2 separate regions of the Mus musculus genome follow, and region 2 is linked to region 1. Evidence: chromatin contacts called from public promoter capture Hi-C data. All regions are on one chromosome and are shown on one strand. Each heading gives the region's core, a stretch centred on a gene start, on an enhancer-like site or on the middle of the called end of the contact. The rest is flanking DNA. Distances are from core to core; before and after follow the strand shown. Region 1 has its middle 5.0 kb from the start of H2-D1. Region 2 has its middle 17 kb from the start of Ier3.

Region 1 (3,531 bases), core at 227-2,726:
ACAAGCCAGGCTGCACTAAGCCAGGAAAGCCAGGCTTAATTTAAAGTAGTACAGCTACTGTTTCTGGGGTGTTCTCTGAATCCTTGTAAGTGGAGGGGCATTTCTGTGTGCATCTACAGATGCAGGGTGAGTCTTATTGGCACTGGTGTGGTACGGTAAGGGTCCCTGAGCATCCTGCACCTCCTTTAGAGTGTTTCCATATCAGAGTAACTATCAGCAAAGGTAGAGCTGATCTGAACAGCTCCCTTGTGACCCACCAGCCCCTCCTGCCGTTTTCCCTGCTTACAGCTTGCTAAATTCGAATGTACACCCATGTTGTGTGACAGGATTGTCCTGGTAGACTTGACACCCCTCTTCTCGCCTCAAAATGTGAACCCATGGCAGACAAAAGTAACAGTGGCACCAAAGTCCACCTTGGTGAGCCAGTGAGATTTTGCTGGGTTACCAGAAGTACAAGTAATGAGAACTGAGATAGTTTGAATACAGCCGGCCCAGGGTGTGGCACTATGAGGAAGTGTGGCTTTGCTGGAGTGGGCATGGCTTTTTTAGAGGAAGTGTGTCACGGTGGGGATGGGCAATGAGAGCCTCCTAACCACACTAGGTCTTCCCCTAGCGGCCTTCAAATGAAGATGTAGAACTCGGGGGCTGGCGAGATGGCTAAGCGTTTAAGGGCACTGACTGCTCTTCCAGAGGATCTGAGTTAAGCAAACACACATACTGATAAATTTTTGGATATGGTTTTATACACACACACACACACACACACACACACACATGTTTATTTATTTTCAAGGTTTTGTGTAGCTCCAGTTGTTCTGGAACTCTTATGTAGACCCAGGTGGCCTAGAACTCCAAAGATCTGCCTGCCTCGGTCCCCACCCCACCCTAGTGCTGGGATTAAAGACATGGACACCATGCCAAGGTTTTAATAACATCTCGACAGGCTATAATAATAAATTCTGGGCTAGAGAAATGGCTCAGCGGTTAAGAGGACTGACTGCTTTTCCAGAGGTCCTGAGTTCAAATCCCAGCAACCACATGGTGGCTCACAACCATCTGTAATGAGATCTGATGCCCTCTTCTGGTGTGTCTGAAGACAGCTACAGTGTATAATAAATACATAAATCTTTTTTTAAAAATTCTTTAAAGGTTGTCATCGCTGACCTAGAATTTCCCAAATGGCTTGTAACAATTTTGGAAGTGTTGTGAAAGAGACACACTTTTTTTTTTTTTTTTTTTTTTTTCGAGACAGGGTTTCTCTGTATAGCCCTGGCTGTCCTGGAACTCACTTTGTAGACCAGGCTGGCCTCGGACTCAGAAATCCGCCTGCCTCTGCCTCCCAAGTGCTGGGATTAAAGGCGTGCGCCACCACCGCCCGGGTAAGAGGCACACTTTTTGACAACAGTGTGGTTTCCTGTTTTCCTTGTCATGTTCAAATCACGTGGGTGTACTCATAGTTTCATAGACCAGGAGAGCCGCCTGCAGGCTATCTGTGGAACTGCAGGCACAAATCCTAATCGGTATTGCAGCCGACCAGAAGCTTTGAGGGTAACAATGGCCCTGAAGCTCGGAAGCGCAGCCAGCTTGCCGCTAAAGCACCATCTTCCCAGAGCTTGCAGCTTTTTGGACATCAGAGAATTGAGACCTCCCCCAGGAGGTGAGGGAGAAGGTTGGACTCAGGATGTAAACAAGCAGGTTTCTGAGAAAGTGAAACTAGCCTGGTCCACAAGCGTTGGCTCCCAGTTACCTCTGGAGGATTCTGAGCAGCCCAGCGGGCCAACTCTGAGTTTCTCAGAGTTCCCGGGTCCCAGCTGTCATGAGTCTTCACGTGGGTTGCGTGGGCTGGCTTTCCAGCTGCCTTTGAGTCAGCCCCTACTCCCGTAAGTAACTGTCTTAGTTACTTTTACAGCTGTGAACAGACACTATAACCAAGGAAACTCTTAAAAGAACAAATTTAATTGGGGCTGGCTTTCAGGTTCAGAGGTTCAGTCCATTATCATCAAGGCAGTATCCAGGCAGGCGTGGCACTGGAGGAGGAGCAGAAAGAGAGTTCTACATCTTTTTAAATTTATTTACTTATTTTATGCATATGAATACACTGTAGCTATCTTCAGACACACCAGAAGAGGACATCAAATTCCATTATAGATGGTTGTGAGCCACCATGTGGTTGCTGAGACTTGAACTCAAATCAAGTGACATGTCACAGGGTTTCTATTGCTGTGGTAAACAACATGACCAAGCAATCTTGGGGACGAGAGAGTTTATTTGGCTTATACTTCCACATCACTGTTCATCACTGAAGGAAGTCAAGACAGGAAGTCAAAACATGGAAGGAACCTAGTGGCAGGAGCTGATGTGTTAATTAATTAATTAATGTGGCAGAGCATTGAAAACCCAGCTGCCATGCTAACAAACTACTGCAAAGCTTGCTTGCATCTCAGTTGCTGTCAAATAACATGGCTTAGGTTCTTCTCAGTGGCCCGGGGTTCTGAGCACGTTTCCTGGGTCATTGTGAACACAAGACAGCTCAGGACTGTTCCAAAGAGCAGAGACAAGAGCTGGTGTGCACGTACACACACTCACACACACTCTTTCTCTCTCATACACACTCACACTCAATCACACACACACTCTCACACACTCTCTCTCTCATACACACACTTTTTCTCTCTCACACACACTCTCTCTTACACACACACATTTTCTCTCTCTCTCACACACACTTTTTCTCTCTCACACACACTCACACTCAATCACACACACACACACACACACTCTCTCTCTCTCTCTCTCTCCCTCTCTCTCTCTCTCTTTTTGTTTTTGTTTTTCGAGACAGGGTTTCTCTGTGGCCCTGGCTGTCCTGGCACTCACTTTGTAGACCAGGCTGGCCTCGAACTCAAGAAATCCGCCTGCCTCTGCCTACCAAGTGCTGGGATTAAAGGCGTGCGCCACCACACCCGGCCCCCCCCCCTCTCTCTCTTATACACACACGCACACGCACACGCACACACACACACACACACACACGTCACTGGATGCTCCCAGGGAGGCTCCCAGGATAAAGCGACTGTCAGTTTATATCTGAGAGTCAGTGCTTGTGGATAAAGCTCAGTTGCTGACTGCCTGCTTTCCTTGTAAACGTTCACCAGACTTGGACCAGGCTTCTGCCAGAAGGGGGTTCTGTTTAACTGGCAGGGTGCTGAAGTGAGCAGGTCTGTCCCACCTTCCAGTGTGTAATGAAAGAGTGTAAATGAAAAGAATAAAAGCCCATCGGCACTGTTAGCTCTTGCTTCCAGGGAGACGTGCAGCCTCTTAGATGCCTCAATCTACTACGAGGTACTCAATAAGTATGTTTTTTAATTATTTTTATTTCATGTGCATTGGTGTTTTACCTACATGTATGTCTGTGTGAGGATGTGGGAGTCTCTGGAACTGGAGTTGCAAACAGTTGTAAGCTGCGCTGTGTGTGCTGGGGATTGAACCCGGCTCCTCTAGAAGATCAGCCAATGCTCTTAACTACTGAACCAT
Region 2 (3,634 bases), core at 602-3,101, 550 kb before region 1:
CCTATTTCCCCTAGTAACTTGTATTTCTTTTCTTTCTTTCTTTCTTTCTTTCTTTCTTTTTTTGGTTTTTCAAGACAGGGTTTCTCTGTATAGCTCTGGCTGTCCTGGAACTCACTTTGTAGACCAGGCTGGCCTCGAACTCAGAAATCCATTCTTTTTCTTTCTTTCTTTTTTCTTTTTTTCCTTTTTTGAGACAGGGTGTTTCTCTGTAGGCCTAGTTGTCCAGAAACTCGCTCTGTAGCCCAGGCTGGCCTTGAACTCAGAGAAATGACACTTCTACTTCCTGAGTGTGGGATTAAAGTTATGCATCACCACCTCCTGAATTATTTATTTTTCTAACCTTCTATTTGAATTGAATTTTATTTCTAATTGAATGTGTGTATAATTGTGTGAGCTTATGTGCCGCACATGAGCTCAGATCCTTCAGAGCAGATCCTCTGGAACTGGAATTTTAGGCAGTTGTGAGCTACTGTGTGGGTGCTGGGAATTGAACCTGGGTCCTCTGGAAGAGCAACCAATGCGTTTAATCACTAAGTTACCTCTCCAGCCCTCTGTGCTGAAGTTTTCCTAAAATGATGAGTGTTAAACAAGTTTAGCTTTACTTACTCTCAGTGCTGAACATAAAGATTGAGGGAGACCCTGCGTGGAAAGTGTTTGTTGTGAGGAGTGTGTGTGGTAAGCTGTGTCAGTTGTCTGTCTTCCTCTAGCCCTTGTTGTTCACTGGTGTATGCTAGAGTTGGCCATGTCAGCTCCCCAGAGCTACGTGATACACCATGTTGACAATTTAAGGCTATTTTAATTATTATTTTAAAATATGTATTTATTTTTATGTGTATGACTTCTTCTTTTTTTGGGGGGGGGCATTTCTTTTTTTTTTTTTCTTTTTTTTTTTTTTTGGGTTTTTGGGTTTTTTGGTTTTTCGAGACAGGGTTTCTCTGTATAGCCCTGGCTGTCCTGGAGCTCACTTTGTAGACCAGGCTGGCCTCGAACTCAGAAATCCGCCTGCCTCTGCCTCCCGAGTGCTGGGATTAAAGGCGTGCGCCACCACGCCCGGCTGAGGGGGGGCATTTCAAGACAGGGTTTCTCTGTAGCCCTGGCTGTCCTGGACCTCACTCTGTAGATCAGGCTGGCCTCAAATTCAGAAATCCTCCTGCCTCTGCCTCCCAAGTGCTGGGATTAAAGGAGTGCGCCACCACGCCCGGCGTGTATGACTTCTGTATGCAAGCACATACATACATGCTTGGTACCCAAGGAGGCCAGAGGAAGGGGTTGAGTCCTCTGGGACCGGGATTACAGGCAGTTGTGAACTGCCACATGGCACTAGGAACCAAACCCCAGTCCTCTGAAAAAAGCAATACGAGCTTTTAACAATGGAGTCATCTCTCCTTATTTTTTTACTCTGATTATTTATGTGAGTGTATGCCGTGGTATGCACACAGATAACCAAGAAGAGTTGAGTTTTTCCTTTTACTGTGTGTTCCAGGAATTGAACTCAGGTTTTCAGGTTTGGTGACAAGTGCCCTGACCCTCGGAATCATCTCTCAACTTAGAGCTGACCTAGATACAAGCGTTTATAGCACAGAAATCAGAAGTGAAGCAAATCAGGGCCCCTCCACCCTGATCCCAGGCAGACACTTTGGTCCTTTCTTTCCTTCATAGATGTGAGCTGAGCAGTGGAGGACTGTGTGCCAGACAGGAGAGGTTTGGCTGTGAGTGGGACAGCTATAAACTCTAGCTACAAACATACTTCTCCATGACAGAAACAAAGTCCAGATAAAGGCAGATCAGTGAGGGCAGCTGCTCTAGCCGTGGCCTCACTATCCTCAGCGTCTGGCAGAATAGAATCTGCGTGGATCAAGACTGTGGGAAAACTGCTAATGTAGGTCAAAGTCCACTAAGACCGGATAACCTCTGCACAACATTGGAGATTCCCTTCATTGGCAGGATTTTCCCTCTCTGACCTTGTCTGGGGAATTCTAAGCTCTCACACATACCTCTACCTGAGGAATGTCAAGTAGCCTCAGTTAGATTACAGAGCACTTTTCTTTCTCCTGATAAATCTGTTCAGCTAGTACCTGAGATTCTTGAAATGCTTCTTCATGCCAATGAGGCATTCCTGACACCCTAAGCTTCCAGCCCATGAACTTTGCTATTCTGAGTGTTCCTACCCCAAGTCCTCCAAAACCTTATAAGCCTGGAATCATCCCAGGTAAAGTGGATCTGCCTCCTTATAGCTGGTTCCGGTGTGGTCATTCACAGTTCATACTCACATGGCTTCCTACCCTTACTCTTCTTGGCTCCCACTGCCTTCTTGAATTGAATCGGTTGACGATCCAAGAGAATAGGAAGGCCCACACAAGATGGCAGCTTGAGTTCCACCCTCCTGCTAGTAGGTGGGACACACTCTTCTTAGGAATTCAAATCCTTTTTTTTTGTTTGTTTGTTTGGTTTTTGGTTTTTTGAGACAGGGTTTCTCTGTGTAGCCCTGGCTATCCTGGAACTCACTCAGTAGACCAGGCTGGCCTTGAACTCAGAAATCCACCTGCCTCTGCCTCCCAAGTGCTGGGATTAAAAGCATGCGCCACCACTGCCCGACCACACTCCTCTTAGGATCACTGACAGAAGAAAGTCATGGCTGTGCATATTTCAAAGGGACTGAAATGAAGTCCTGAGCCCCATCTGGCTTCAGGTGGAGGCCTAGAGAGGATTGAATTGCAGTTGGCTGTGTGTCCTGGGGAAACTGGGAAGAGGAGGGTGGATCCTGGGATGGCCTAGGCAGCTGGCCACCCCACCCACGAAGGAGCAGTACTCGGAAACCTGTAGGAGAGGGAAAGGCAAGTTGGGGTTCCAGGAAGGAAGGGAGTTTGTACTATGAAGGGTCTGACTGGAATCGAGACAGGAATACAGACAAATGAAGTTAAGTAAACAAGGTGGAGGTCCGCCTCTCTCCGAGGATCTTGGAAAGCAGACAAAAGAATCTTTTATCTCTTGCCATTTGGCTGCTCCAGGCAGTGAACTTTTCTGTAGGGAGACAAATCAGAGGCATTTTAGAATTTTAATCTGACACACGTGTGTGCTGAACCTGAAGGAGGGGGGAAGAGACAGAAGAAGTAGCCAGAGAAGGACATTGTCTCCATGAGCTGGCCGGAAGGAGGAGACACAGAAGCAAAGAGATGAGATGCGGGAAGCAGTTGCTAGGAAACACATTGGGATAGATGGTTGGTCTCATGATGAACTTCAGGTTATGGGCCTCGAGGGGTAGGCTTGAGGAGAAAGGAAAAGGAACATGGCTTGGTAGGTGTTTGAGACTGGGTTACCAGGAAGTACAATCACGAGCAGGGACTCGTGTTCAAGGGATTTACTGGAGGTAACACTCAGGAGTTAGAGACCAAGAATAAACAGCCTAGCTGGTGCACACTCAGGGGTTAGGTTCACCTTAGTGCAAGGGCCATGTGTGTGTGTGCTCACATGCATGTACATGCACACACACACATATGTGCACACGCAAGCACAAGAGGCATTGCCTAAGGTCTGTTGGGAGCATATCCCAGAGAGGCTGCTAAGAAGGGGCAGCGGAGTGCACCAGCTGGAAACAGGATCTTGGCCCAAATGTCAGCTGGGCAGAGCATCCATA

Evidence for each region. Promoter capture Hi-C pulls out the DNA fragments that hold promoters and counts their contacts.
Region 2: a promoter capture Hi-C map of liver shows a contact between it and region 1, with 2.4 times the contacts expected there. The contact joins two enhancer-like sites. A contact is called at or near these places in 3 of 39 promoter capture datasets (cranial neural crest and liver) and 3 of 115 datasets of contacts at active chromatin or transcription factors (bone marrow-derived macrophages, microglia and pancreatic cancer cells).

What each region holds. Positions count from the first base shown.
Region 1 is chr17:35,256,291-35,259,821 of GRCm38.p6, reverse strand. No RefSeq gene overlaps it. Among named protein-coding and RNA genes, the nearest start is that of H2-D1, 5.0 kb to the left of the region's middle. Within about 2 kb of position 1,476, at least 185 of the 459 cell types and tissues checked have an H3K27ac peak or open chromatin away from gene starts, as enhancers often do. A contact at or near this core is called in liver, where this site is marked.
Region 2 is chr17:35,802,463-35,806,096 of GRCm38.p6, reverse strand. No RefSeq gene overlaps it. Among named protein-coding and RNA genes, the nearest start is that of Ier3, 17 kb to the left of the region's middle. Within about 2 kb of position 1,851, at least 19 of the 459 cell types and tissues checked have an H3K27ac peak or open chromatin away from gene starts, as enhancers often do. A contact at or near this core is called in liver, where this site is marked.